2 separate regions of the Mus musculus genome follow, and region 2 is linked to region 1. A link is a contact called in public HiChIP or PLAC-seq data. All regions are on one chromosome and are shown on one strand. The core of a region is the stretch at or near the end of the contact, and the rest is flanking DNA. Distances in the headings are between cores, read along the strand shown. Region 1 has its middle 9.5 kb from the start of Rac1. Region 2 overlaps Lmtk2 (lemur tyrosine kinase 2).

The links. HiChIP or PLAC-seq counts read pairs in DNA pulled down with a chosen protein or histone mark.
Region 2: an H3K4me3 HiChIP or PLAC-seq map of bone marrow-derived macrophages shows a contact between it and region 1, with 4 times the contacts expected there. The contact joins two enhancer-like sites. A contact is called at or near these places in 1 of 39 promoter capture datasets (liver), 3 of 115 datasets of contacts at active chromatin or transcription factors (bone marrow-derived macrophages, embryonic stem cells and large pre-B cells) and 1 of 9 other capture datasets (adipose tissue).

Annotation. Positions count from the first base shown.
Region 1 is chr5:143,534,598-143,540,396 of GRCm38.p6, forward strand. No RefSeq gene overlaps it. Among named protein-coding and RNA genes, the nearest start is that of Rac1, 9.5 kb to the left of the region's middle. Within about 2 kb of position 2,659, at least 6 of the 459 cell types and tissues checked have an H3K27ac peak or open chromatin away from gene starts, as enhancers often do. A contact at or near this core is called in bone marrow-derived macrophages, where this site is marked.
Region 2 is chr5:144,123,344-144,128,592 of GRCm38.p6, forward strand. The region is part of intron 1 of Lmtk2 (lemur tyrosine kinase 2); the gene reads left to right. Among named protein-coding and RNA genes, the nearest start is that of Lmtk2, 26 kb to the left of the region's middle. Within about 2 kb of position 3,273, at least 104 of the 459 cell types and tissues checked have an H3K27ac peak or open chromatin away from gene starts, as enhancers often do. A contact at or near this core is called in bone marrow-derived macrophages, where this site is marked.

The DNA.
Region 1 (5,799 bases), core at 1,409-3,908:
CACTTGGGAGGCAGAGGCAGGCTGATTTCTGAGTTCGAGGCCAGTCTGGTCTACAGAGTGAGTTCCAGGACAGCCAGGGCTACACAGAGAAACCCTGTCTCGAAAAAAACAAAACAAAGGAAAAAAAAAGGGGGGGCAACCTCAGCTACATAGTGAGTTGGGGACCCTAGCTTAAATTTTATGTATGTATGTATGTATGTATGTATGTATGTATGTACAGCAAGTACAGGTGACCTCAGAGAACAGAAAAGGCATTGGATCCCTGGATGACTTGATGTCACCCTCCCCCACCCCATATTTGTTCTGGAAACCTAACCTGGGTCCTTTGCAAGAGCAGTAGCCTTAATCACGTAGACATCTCTCCAACTGCCCCCATATTTGCCGGAGTGGGTAGAGTTTCTCTATGTGGATTAGACTGACCTGGAACTCACAATGATCCTCCTGCCTCTGCTTCTCCAGCCCCGGGATTAAAGGTGAGTATACCTTGCCCAGTTCACTCTTCCCCCATCTTTATGGCCCTCTTGAGCCTGTAATTGAATGGAGAGCACAAGGTTCATGCTCCTCATTTTGCACAGATGATCAAAAAGGCTTGGTGACTCAGGAGTGTTCCAGAGATCAGTGACATGCAGGAACCAGGCTGGTGACAGCACGGGATTCCACCCCACTGTCTCCCATATAAAATGACAAGGCCTAAGTAATTTTATTATGTTTTATTTTAAAGATTTGTTTTTATTGTATGTATATGTGTTTTTCCCTACACATGTATATGTGGGCAATGTATGTACCTGGTGCATGCTTAATGCCTACAGAGCCAGAAGACATTGAAGTCCCTGGAACTGAAGTTACAGATTGTCCTTAGCTACTACAGAGGTGCTGGGAACTGAACCTGTGTTCTCTGCAAGAGAAAGAAGTGGGGCTGGAGAGATGGCTCAGTGGTTAAGAGCACTGACTGCTCTTGCAAAGGTCCTGTGTTCAAGTCCCAGCAACCACATGGTGGCCCACAACCATCTGTAACGAGATCTGACACCCTCTTTTGGTGTGTCTGAAGACAGCTACAGTGTACTTACATATAATAAATGAATAAATCTGAGAGAGAAAGAGAGAGAGAGAGAGAGAGAGAGAGAGAGAGAGAGAGAGAGAGAGAGAGAAGTGCTCCTAACCACTGAGCCATCTCTCTACCCCTAGTCTAAATCCTTTTTAAAATGGCAAGATGGTGGGTTTCAAGTCGAGGTGTCTCACTGTAGATTTTTTCCCCCACTTTACTATGCATTCAAAACTAATTTTTTGAGCCAGGTGTGGCTTTAATCCCAGCACTCGGGAGGCAGAGGCAGGCAGATCTCTGAGTTCGAGGCCAGCCTGGTCTACAGAGGGAGTTCCAGGACAGCCAGGGCTACACAGAGAAACCCTGTCTCAAAAAACAAAACAAAACAAACAAACAAAAAACAACAAAAAACAAAACAACAACAAAAACAAAACAACAACAACTAATTTTTAAGATGGATGTACTGGTTCACATCTTTAATTCCAGTATTTGAGAGACCGAGGCTGGTAGATCTCTGTGAGTTCAAGGCCAGCTGAGTCTACACATCAAGTTCAAGACCACCCAAAGTTACATAGTGAGACTCTGTCTTAATAAACCAAAAATATATGTGCATGTTCACAGACACACAGGTGTCATGGTGCATGTGTGTCTCTGTCACTGAATTATTCCCTAGCTTCTCCCTAGTGAGCCCTTCTCACAGGGGCTCTACCACTGAGCCACACCCCAGTCCCTCACTGGGGGATTCTAGGCAGGGGCTCTACCACTGAGCCATACCCCAGTTCCTCACTGGGGAATTCTAGGCAGGGGCTCTACCACTGAGCTACACCCAGCCCTTCACTGGGGGATTCTAGGCAGGGGCTCTACCACTGAGCCACACCCCAACTCCTCTTGGTGGGAGTGGGGGAGATTCTAGGCAGGTGCTCTATTGTAGAGCCATCTCTTCAGCCTCTAAAAATTCAGTTCTTCAAATTTAGTTGCCACATTGCAAAAGTTCAGGCCTGATTAGTATAATGGCACATATCACAAAACTTACGAGACAGAAGCAAATGGATATTTCTGAGTTGAAGGCCAGCTTGGTCTACATAGTGAGTTCCAGGACAGCCAGGGGTACATTGAAAGACTCTATGTTAAGAAAACATTGGGGAAGGATTTCTGCCCACTACCTCTCTTTCTCTGGATTTTCAAGACAGGGTTTCTCTGTGTAGCCCTGGCTGTCCTGGAGATCCATCTGCCTCTTCCTCTCAAGTGCTAAGATTAAAGGTGTGTGCCATTACTGCCCATCAGGAAAGGTTTCCTTAAACAAAAAATTTAATTAAATTGTGCATATATGTGTACATGTGTATGCACCCATACACCAATAACTGTTTATGAAAGTTAAAAAAGTAACCAAGACTCAGAGGCTAGACCTGGGACCTGAAGGCTTTTATTCTGGTGGAGTTGACATCACAAATGTAGCCCTTCTGCCTGAGGTCCCTGTGTCACTCCAGAGAAACTGTTGAGTTGTGAGGAGGGGGAAAGAGAATCTTGGTTGTCTGGTCCCTTACTCACCCACTAGGGAAGAGACAGGACCACACACGTGGGGTGGAGGAAGTCCTGTGGGAGAACAGGAAGTTGTGGCTTGGCACTAAAAAAAATAAAATAAAATAAATTCAAAAGGCATGAGGACTGGGAGTTAGTTCAGGCGGTATAGTGCTTACAGTACCAAAGTCTGAGTTCAGTCCCAGGCACTGTAATCCCCATGGTGAAGTTTCAGAGACAGGAGGACCCCTGGGGTGTGCTGGTCAGCCAGTCTAGTTAAATCATCCAGCTGCAGGTAGAGTGAGAGATCTTGTCTTCAAATGTAAAGTGGGGAGCTGGAGGGTGGTTGGCACACACCTTTCATCCCAGCAGAGGCAGAGGCAGGCAGATCTCTGTGAGTTTGAGACCAGTCTCATCTACAGAATGAGTTCCAGGACAGCCAGAGCTACACAGAGAAACCCTGTCTCGAGAAAAAAAATTAAAATAAAAGAAGAAGAGGAGGAAGGAAGAAGAAAAGGAGAAAGAAACCCGACATCAACTATCAACCTGTAACCTTCAAGCACATTGCACACACACACACACACACACACACACACATAAACACACACACAAACACACACAAACCACTCACACACAAACACACAGTCACATACATGTGAGGTGTAAACCTATATACATGCATGAGTGCATACACATATGCACACTCTACACACACAAAAAATGAAAACAATATATAGATTTTAATGAAATAGTTGAGACCAATGCAAATTGTAACTCTTTTTTTTTAAAGGAAATTATATAATTCTGTATATTCTTATTTCACGTTTCTATTTATGTATTTTCTTTCTTTTGGTCTTGGTGACAGGATCTCAGGCCATACAGGATGGCCTTAGACTCACTCTGTTGATGAACTTGACCTAGATTTCTTGACCTTCCTGTCTCCATCTCTCAAGTGTAAGGACTGTAGGTATGTCTGGATTTATCTTTATTTTTTTTTAATATGTATTGTTATTTTTTGTTTTTATCTTGTTCTGGTTTTGAGACAGTGTCGTGTACCCAAGATAGGCTTCAGAATTACTAGATAGCCAAGAATAGCCTTAAAGTCTTGATCCTCTTGCCTCTACCTCCCAAGTGCTGGCATTCCATGGTGGAAAGCAGGACAGATGCCTGTCCCTTGTCCTCTGACCTTCACATAGCCACATCTAACAAAGAAACTAAACTGAATGATCTCCAGAGCAGTGGACAGTGATTATAACACTTATAATCTCCATTGCTCCAATCTCCCTTGACAGCAGTCCACTCCTCTAGCAACACTACTCATGAATCAGCAATGGTAGTTCCATCCAGAAGAAACCGAGAGATTTCACCAACAGGCTTGAGTCTGCGTGAATGGCGAGAAGCCACTGGGCTATCAAGGGAAGTTCTTTGGCAAAGTAGTCTCTATGAAGTCATGACAAGTGAAGACCAGCCATGCCAGGGGAACCAACGCTGGAGCCTCCTCCACTGTCTTGGGGTCCTATTTATATTTATATTCTTTCTAAATGTCACACATCTTCTCATGTGTCTGCCCCAGCAAAACGTCATCTGCCACAACTGAGTTTCCAAAGAAACCAGAAATTTCCACTTCCCTTCACTCTCATAAAGGGCTTAAGGTGGGAAAGGTGTATCTGGCAAGGAAAACCATTGAGCTTAGTGGCAGCTGGAATAGTCAGGACAACCCAAAAGGCCATCCATTTAGTGAAGGGGGATTGTGACCACGAGGAGAAAGAAGGACCGGGTCCCTGATGTTAACTGAGGAGGGAAGGCAGTCAGGATGAAGCAGAGGCAAGTAGTGACTGGTGAAATTCCAAAGGAAGGCTTGAAGATGGTGTAACAAGGGCGTGAGAAGGTGGTCGAGGAGAGGTGACAGTCTAGACATAGGGCCAGGAAGTAGAAAGTAGAATCTATACATGAGCTCAAAATGGCTGACAGAGGTTTCAGGGCGGTGGGGGAGTGGGGGTGGGTGGGAGGAAGCTAGTTGCAGGAAGAGCCAATGGCAGGAGCTTTATCTAATCTATGTGGAGTTTTCAAGAGAGCTCGATGAAGATGTTTTTGAGAGAGCAATTGGTTCATTCGACGTTGCCTGAGAACCAGGGATGACAGGCGATAAGAAAATGCCTATCAGGATTGAAAGCACAGCATGATGCGCACTTTGGTTAATTTTTTTTTTTTTTTTGAGAGATTTGAGGCTGACACTCAGCACCATTATCTGAAGGAAGGAAGGTTGGAACTCTGAAACAAGATGATCTCCGGAAAATCAGAGACTATCTGTGATGGAGATCACCACAGAAACTCCTGTGGCGAGGAAAGTCTCTACCCTTTCTGAGGCTCTGTCTACCAGGACCAAAAACTATTCAGAATGTCTAATGATGAGCCTATGGGTGAAGTCGAGCTGACAGTCCATGCCAGGGCGTGGTCCTTTAGCTTGATGAGTGAGAAAAGAAGATCCCTAAGCCCCTGTGGTGGGATTAGGAGTTTGACAAATGTTATAAGAAGCAGTGACTGCCGTTAGAGAAGATATATCCCGAGGGGTGCAATGAAATTGGTTTTAATGAAATGAGACAAAACCTAGCTATTAGGGTGAAATAGCCAGTGCAGATGGGTCAGAAGTCGTCCAGTGTCTGGGGATGATAATACAGACATGGACGGTAACGTGGAGATGCATGATGCAGTAAGGTAGGGATGCCTGATGTGGTGATGTGGGGAATGCTTGATGAGCTGTGAAAGGGATCCGGGCCTCCAGGAACTCTAGCCGCCTCAATGGCTGGTTGGCTCAGTTATTCCTCTTGAAGATAAAAGAATTGCCTGCTTGATGGGATTGATGGTAGATAATGCCTACAGCTGTGGGACATTGAGAGGCTCTTAGCATGGCTGCAATTTGGTCTGAGTTGGCTACTGACATTCCCCTTGTTGTGAGTAGTCCACACTCCCCCAGGTGGCTGCATGTCACAGGAGAATATGTAAGGTATATTTGGAATCTGGATAAAGGTTTAGGGATTGTCCCTTTGTTAGTTTAAAGGCACAGGTAGGAGACATTAGTTCAGGGGCTGGGGAGATGGCTCAGCAGTTAAGAGCCATCTTCCAGAGGTCCTGAGTTCAATTCCCAATGACCTCATGGTGGCCCACAATCATCTGTAATGGGATCAAATGCCCACTTCTTTTAAGCAGGCATACATGCAGCTAGAGCGGTCATACATAAA
Region 2 (5,249 bases), core at 2,023-4,522, 590 kb after region 1:
TGGCCCCCAAATGAAGAACAAGGGAAGCTCAGCAAGAAGCTGGACTGCAAAGGTGATAGAGTCTGAGGGTGCAGGACGAGGCCGTAGGAGTCTGAGGATGCAGGACGAGGCCGTAGGAGTCTGAGGGTGCAGGACGAGGCCGTAGGAGTCTGAGGATGCAGGACGAGGCCGTAGCAGCCTGAGGGTGCAGGACGAGGCTGTAGGAGCCTGAGGGTGCAGGATGAGGCCTTGACTGTCCTGCCAACACCTTGGTCTTGGGTCTTGAGCTTGGAACTTGGGAAGTAATGCTTTCTGACTGTTCCAGCCACCCAGCTTGTGATTCTTTGTTGCTCTAGTCCTAGCAGACTAAAACTCTAGTTTAAGAATATATAAGGGGGTGTATTATCAACCCTGACATCCTGAGTGCAGGGCCCAGGACCCACATTGTGGAAGGACCACTCTGAAACCAACAGTGGTACAAAGTAGTAACAGAGTAGTTGTAATGCCTGTAATGAATGAGTAATAAGCAGGTCAGCTGCCCAGGGCTGGGCATCATCATTACTGCTACCACCACCACAAATCCAGGGACTCATACATGCTAAGCCAGCACAGGCTAGCATGGCATTATTGAGTTACATGTCTAGTTCTTAGGCTGCAGTCTTAAATAAACAGGCAATTGGCTCTTGTAGAGCTGATTTGCCAGAGGTCTGAAGCAGCAACTATTTAAAAGGTGAGCCTGAAACATAGCAGAAAACAGCAATCGGAGGCTGCTGGAGTCTTGGCAGAAGGCTGGAGAGCAGACTTCTGCAGAGCACCTGCTGGCATGTGGGAACAGTGTAGCATCATTAAGAATAATTACAAGTCAGGCTTGGTGGCTCACTGCTTTAATCCCTGCACATGCAAATCTCTCTTAAGTTCAAAGCCATCCTGGTCTACATAGCTAGTTCTAAGATAGTCAGGGCTATATAGTGACTCTGTCTCAAAAAAGAAAGGGAAGAAGGAGAAAATCTCTGTTACTATTCTGTTGGAGAACGAGGAGGAAGGCTTGTAGATTTTCACCTCAGATACCAGTTCTCCTCTTACCCTAGCTGCACATGGTCTCTCTTGAGAGGTACTAGCCCACACATGTGCTCAATTTAGTGACAGTATAAGACATTGTCACCTACAGAGCTTACACTTAAGAACTGTACAATTGAGTTACCCCCGCCCACCAAAAAAGAAAATCAAACAAAATAAACTTATAAAAAAGAAATCTTTTAATATAGGCTGGTGAGATGGCTCAGTAGGTAAGGGCATTTGCCATACAACTCTTACAGTCTGAGTTTGATCTGTAGAACCCACAGTGGAAGAAGAGAACCAACTCCCAGAAGAGCTCCACCCAGAGAGATACATAATAAAAAATTAGGTCTCGGGCTGGAGAGATGGCTCAGTGGGTAAGAGCACTAACTGCTCTTCCGAAGGTCCTGAGTTCAAATCCCAGCAACCACATGGTAGCTCACAACCATCTGTAATGGGATCTGATGCCCTCTACTGGTGTGTCTGAAGACAGCTACAGTATACTTATTTATAATAAATAAATCCTTTAAAAAATTAGGTCTCATAATATTTTAATTAAGCTTGTGATTTTTGTGTTGGACTGGGTGTATGTGGCTTACAAGGTGTGGTCTTGAATGTGCCTGTTAGGGTTTTAAGGTGATGAAGAGCTCCTGTGAGGAGTCACCCATGCCAGGGTGGGCTTTTTCCACAAGAAACTCAATGAGGGCCTTCAAGACGGCTCAGCAGCTAAGTTGCTTGCTGCAGAAGCCCAGTGACCTCAGTTCCATCACAGGACCCACAGAAGGGTGGGGAGAACTTACTCCAGGGAGTTATTCTGTGCCCTCCATAGGTGCACCCCACACATACACACACACAGTTTGTGCATAGACAACTGTGGTTGGTTTGTTTTAAAGACACTCATTGGTTCCTCAAGCTAGACTTGGGTGGGATAATTTGTTTGACTGTTGTTGATGCCCTTCCTGGGTGGTAAACAGACATTGTCACAGCATCTAGCCTGCCCTTCTTTAACTCTAGCTACCAGTTAACCACCTGGCAAATGGGAGGACATTCTCCTTACACAAATATGTCAGCTGGGAACCAAAGAGGAATGACACAGAGAGAGAATCAATGGTGTGTGAGCCCCAAGGGATTTGAACATTGGTCATCAATTTCTTTTTACCAGGCGAGTCTCTAGTTAATTACACACGCACACAGGTTTCATTGGAGGTTCTGGGGACCATGCTCAGATAATTGGCTGGATTTATAATGGCTAAATTAATAGGCAGCTAGCAGCTCCTGACCCACTATGAGTCATTACTGGGAAATTACCACCCTTTCCAAATTACCTGTCTCTAAAGCAAATAGCATCTACCTACCTACCTCGTAGAGTTCCCCAAGTTTTCTGCTTAGTAAGTCAAGTACTAGATAGATAGCTATTAGAGGGCTCTGAAAACTGGAATCAAAATGCAGTGGAATGTGCTCTTGGGGTGCCAGGTGTTTTTAAATTGTGTCTCGGGAGAAGCATATTAAGTGACCCAAGCCCCTCATTATCTTCCTCCTCCTCTGTGGAGCCTGAGGAGCTGTCTGAGGGCATGGTGACAGGCTGTCACTGTGGATGTTTTTCTGTAGCAGACGATTGCTTTGTCTTATGCATTTCTGAATGCTGGAGGCAAAGCCTGTTAAAGAGAAACTGGCTTCATAGTGTCCCGACAGTTGCAGCCAGGAGTCTTTCTGAGTCTGGCTTTCTGGTTTAACCACAGAGCTGGGGATTTCAGTTGTGGTTCCTGCTTCTAGAATTTACTTCCTTTCTGTGGTTTGAGCAAACCCAGCTCACCTTCCAGTCTGTGGCTTCATTTCCTCATTTTATAGGAGTTTTTCCTTCACTAGTGTAAGGAGGAAGGCCTGAAATCCCGAGACTCTACATAACAAGCGATGTACAGCGGTGTACCGCTGTAGTCCCAGGAACGGCAAGTCAGGGCTGGAGACTGTTCCTGCAACCCTCAGCCAGCTAGCCTGGCCTACATGGTGAGGTTCTAGAACAGCGAGAGATCTGAGGACCACCACCACCTGACACTGTCCTCCCATATGCACTCAAGTATGTACACTGGCATACATTTGTGCACCTGCCGTTGTGAACATGTACACACACACACACACACACACACCCCAAAAGGGCCAGAGGAGGAAAACAAAACAAAGTACATAAGAAGGTAGGGCTGAGCTTGGCAGGACTCATTGTTAGCATGAGTATGTCTTCTCATGCCAGCCTAATGACTCACAGAAGACCAAGTTGTGAATCAGATCATTGGGCCAGCCTTCAGGCAGCCCTGTGATCCATTTTTATAAGAAATAGGTTAGTGCTTGAAAATTAAACAAACAATTACAGTAAAAGACAGGAAAGGAAATGATATTACCTTTGTAGAGTTTGGAGAAGGGGCTTAGAAGCCCACGCTGCCCATGAGTGTAAATGGTAAACTATGGGGCCAGGTGTGGTGGCACATACCTAATTCTCACACAGAGGCAGGTGCAGCTCTGTGGGTTCCAGGCCAGCCAGGGCTATATACTGAGACAAAAGAATGAAAAAGTTAACCGCAGGAAGGCTTTAAAGCCGAGTTGTCTAGGGAGGGTGGGGAAATGTTCCTAACACCTGGCCACCAGAGCTGCTTTCCCACTACAGGCTCTGGGAATATCAGTTTTCCTTATCTGTGATGTGGAGCTGGTCCAGTTACATCAGGTGTTGTGCCAATCAGATGAAATAATGCTGCATTTTATCAAATCTCAGATACAATCAATTATAAGCTATACCTTTCCTTTTGTACCATTATAAGCAAAGAATGCTGCCAGTTAAATCAACTTGGTTTAAGTGTTATGCCCTTGACATTCAGAGAAGTTAAAATGTAGCGGCAAGCTGGATATAATGGTACACATCTATAATTCTAAACTGAGGACAGAGAATTGAAAGCTTGAGGTCAGCCTAGATTATATAGCAAGTTCCTGTCTAGACAAAAAGGGGAGGGGGCCCTGGGAAGATGGTTCAGCAACTAAAGCACTTGTCACTCAAGAAGGAAGCCTGGAGTTCAGGTCTCCTGAATCCATGTGAACACCAGGTGTGGGGCTGGCAATACTCGAGGTGGAGTAGGGGTGACTGGTCCTATCAATGAGCTCTGGGTTTGATTGAGAGTTCTGCTATGAAAGGATAAAATGTAAAAATGATTGAGCAAGATTGCTGACATTGGTCTCTGGCTTCCAGGAGCATATGTGCACATGCATACACATGGGGGAAAAGTGATGGACAAACCATGGTTTTAAAGTCAGTAAAATCTGACATTGGATATGAAAGCACTTGGTTATACAGTTCTCTAGGGTCACATTTGATCTTTATTGTATGCATCCAAGTGGAGTTATTAAAATTAAAATATGGTGGGCATGGAGAGATGGCTCAGTCAGTGAAGTGCTTCCTGAGTGAGCATGGAGGACCTGATTTGACCCGTAGCATCTGTGTACAGATGCCAGCTGCAGTGGTACCCAGACGCAGTCTTAGTGCTGGCATGGCAGAAACAGGTACATCACTGGGCTTGCTGAACAGCCATTCTAGAACTCAGTGGGATCCAGGTTCAGAGAGACGTGTCAAAAAAAAGTAAGGTGGAAAGCTGAGCAGGGCAGCACATTCTTTTAGTCTTGGCACTCAGTAGCTGGTGTATATTTTGGGGAGCTTGAAGTTAATCTGGTTGGTTTATAGTGAGTTCCAGGTCAGAAATGAAATCCTGATTGGAAAATATATACATATTTTATTTGTATGGGTGTAGACTGTGTGAATGCAGTGCCCTCAAGATTCTCCTGGAACTGGAGTTACAGGTGAATGTGAGCCTCCATTAGGACCTAGGAATCAAACCCAGATCCTATGGAAGAGAAGCTGGTGTCTTTAACCACTGAGCTGTCCCCCAAGCTCTTTACTAGATTCTAGACAAACCTTGGCTGATACACAGGTTCCCTGAAGTCTTCAGCCCACTCCTCAGCATCTCTGGTAAGAATGGGGCATCAGGGTTGCTTTATAGTGGGCTTTGGGGATAGCATTTGAAATGTAAATGAAAAAAATATCTAATAAAAAATGCCTTATTAAAAAAATAATGACTTTGAAGGTGGGGTTTTTTTTTTTTTTTTTTTTTTTTTTTTTTTTTTTTGGTTTTTCGAGACAGGGTTTCTATGTGTAGCCCTGGCTGTCCTGGAACTCACTC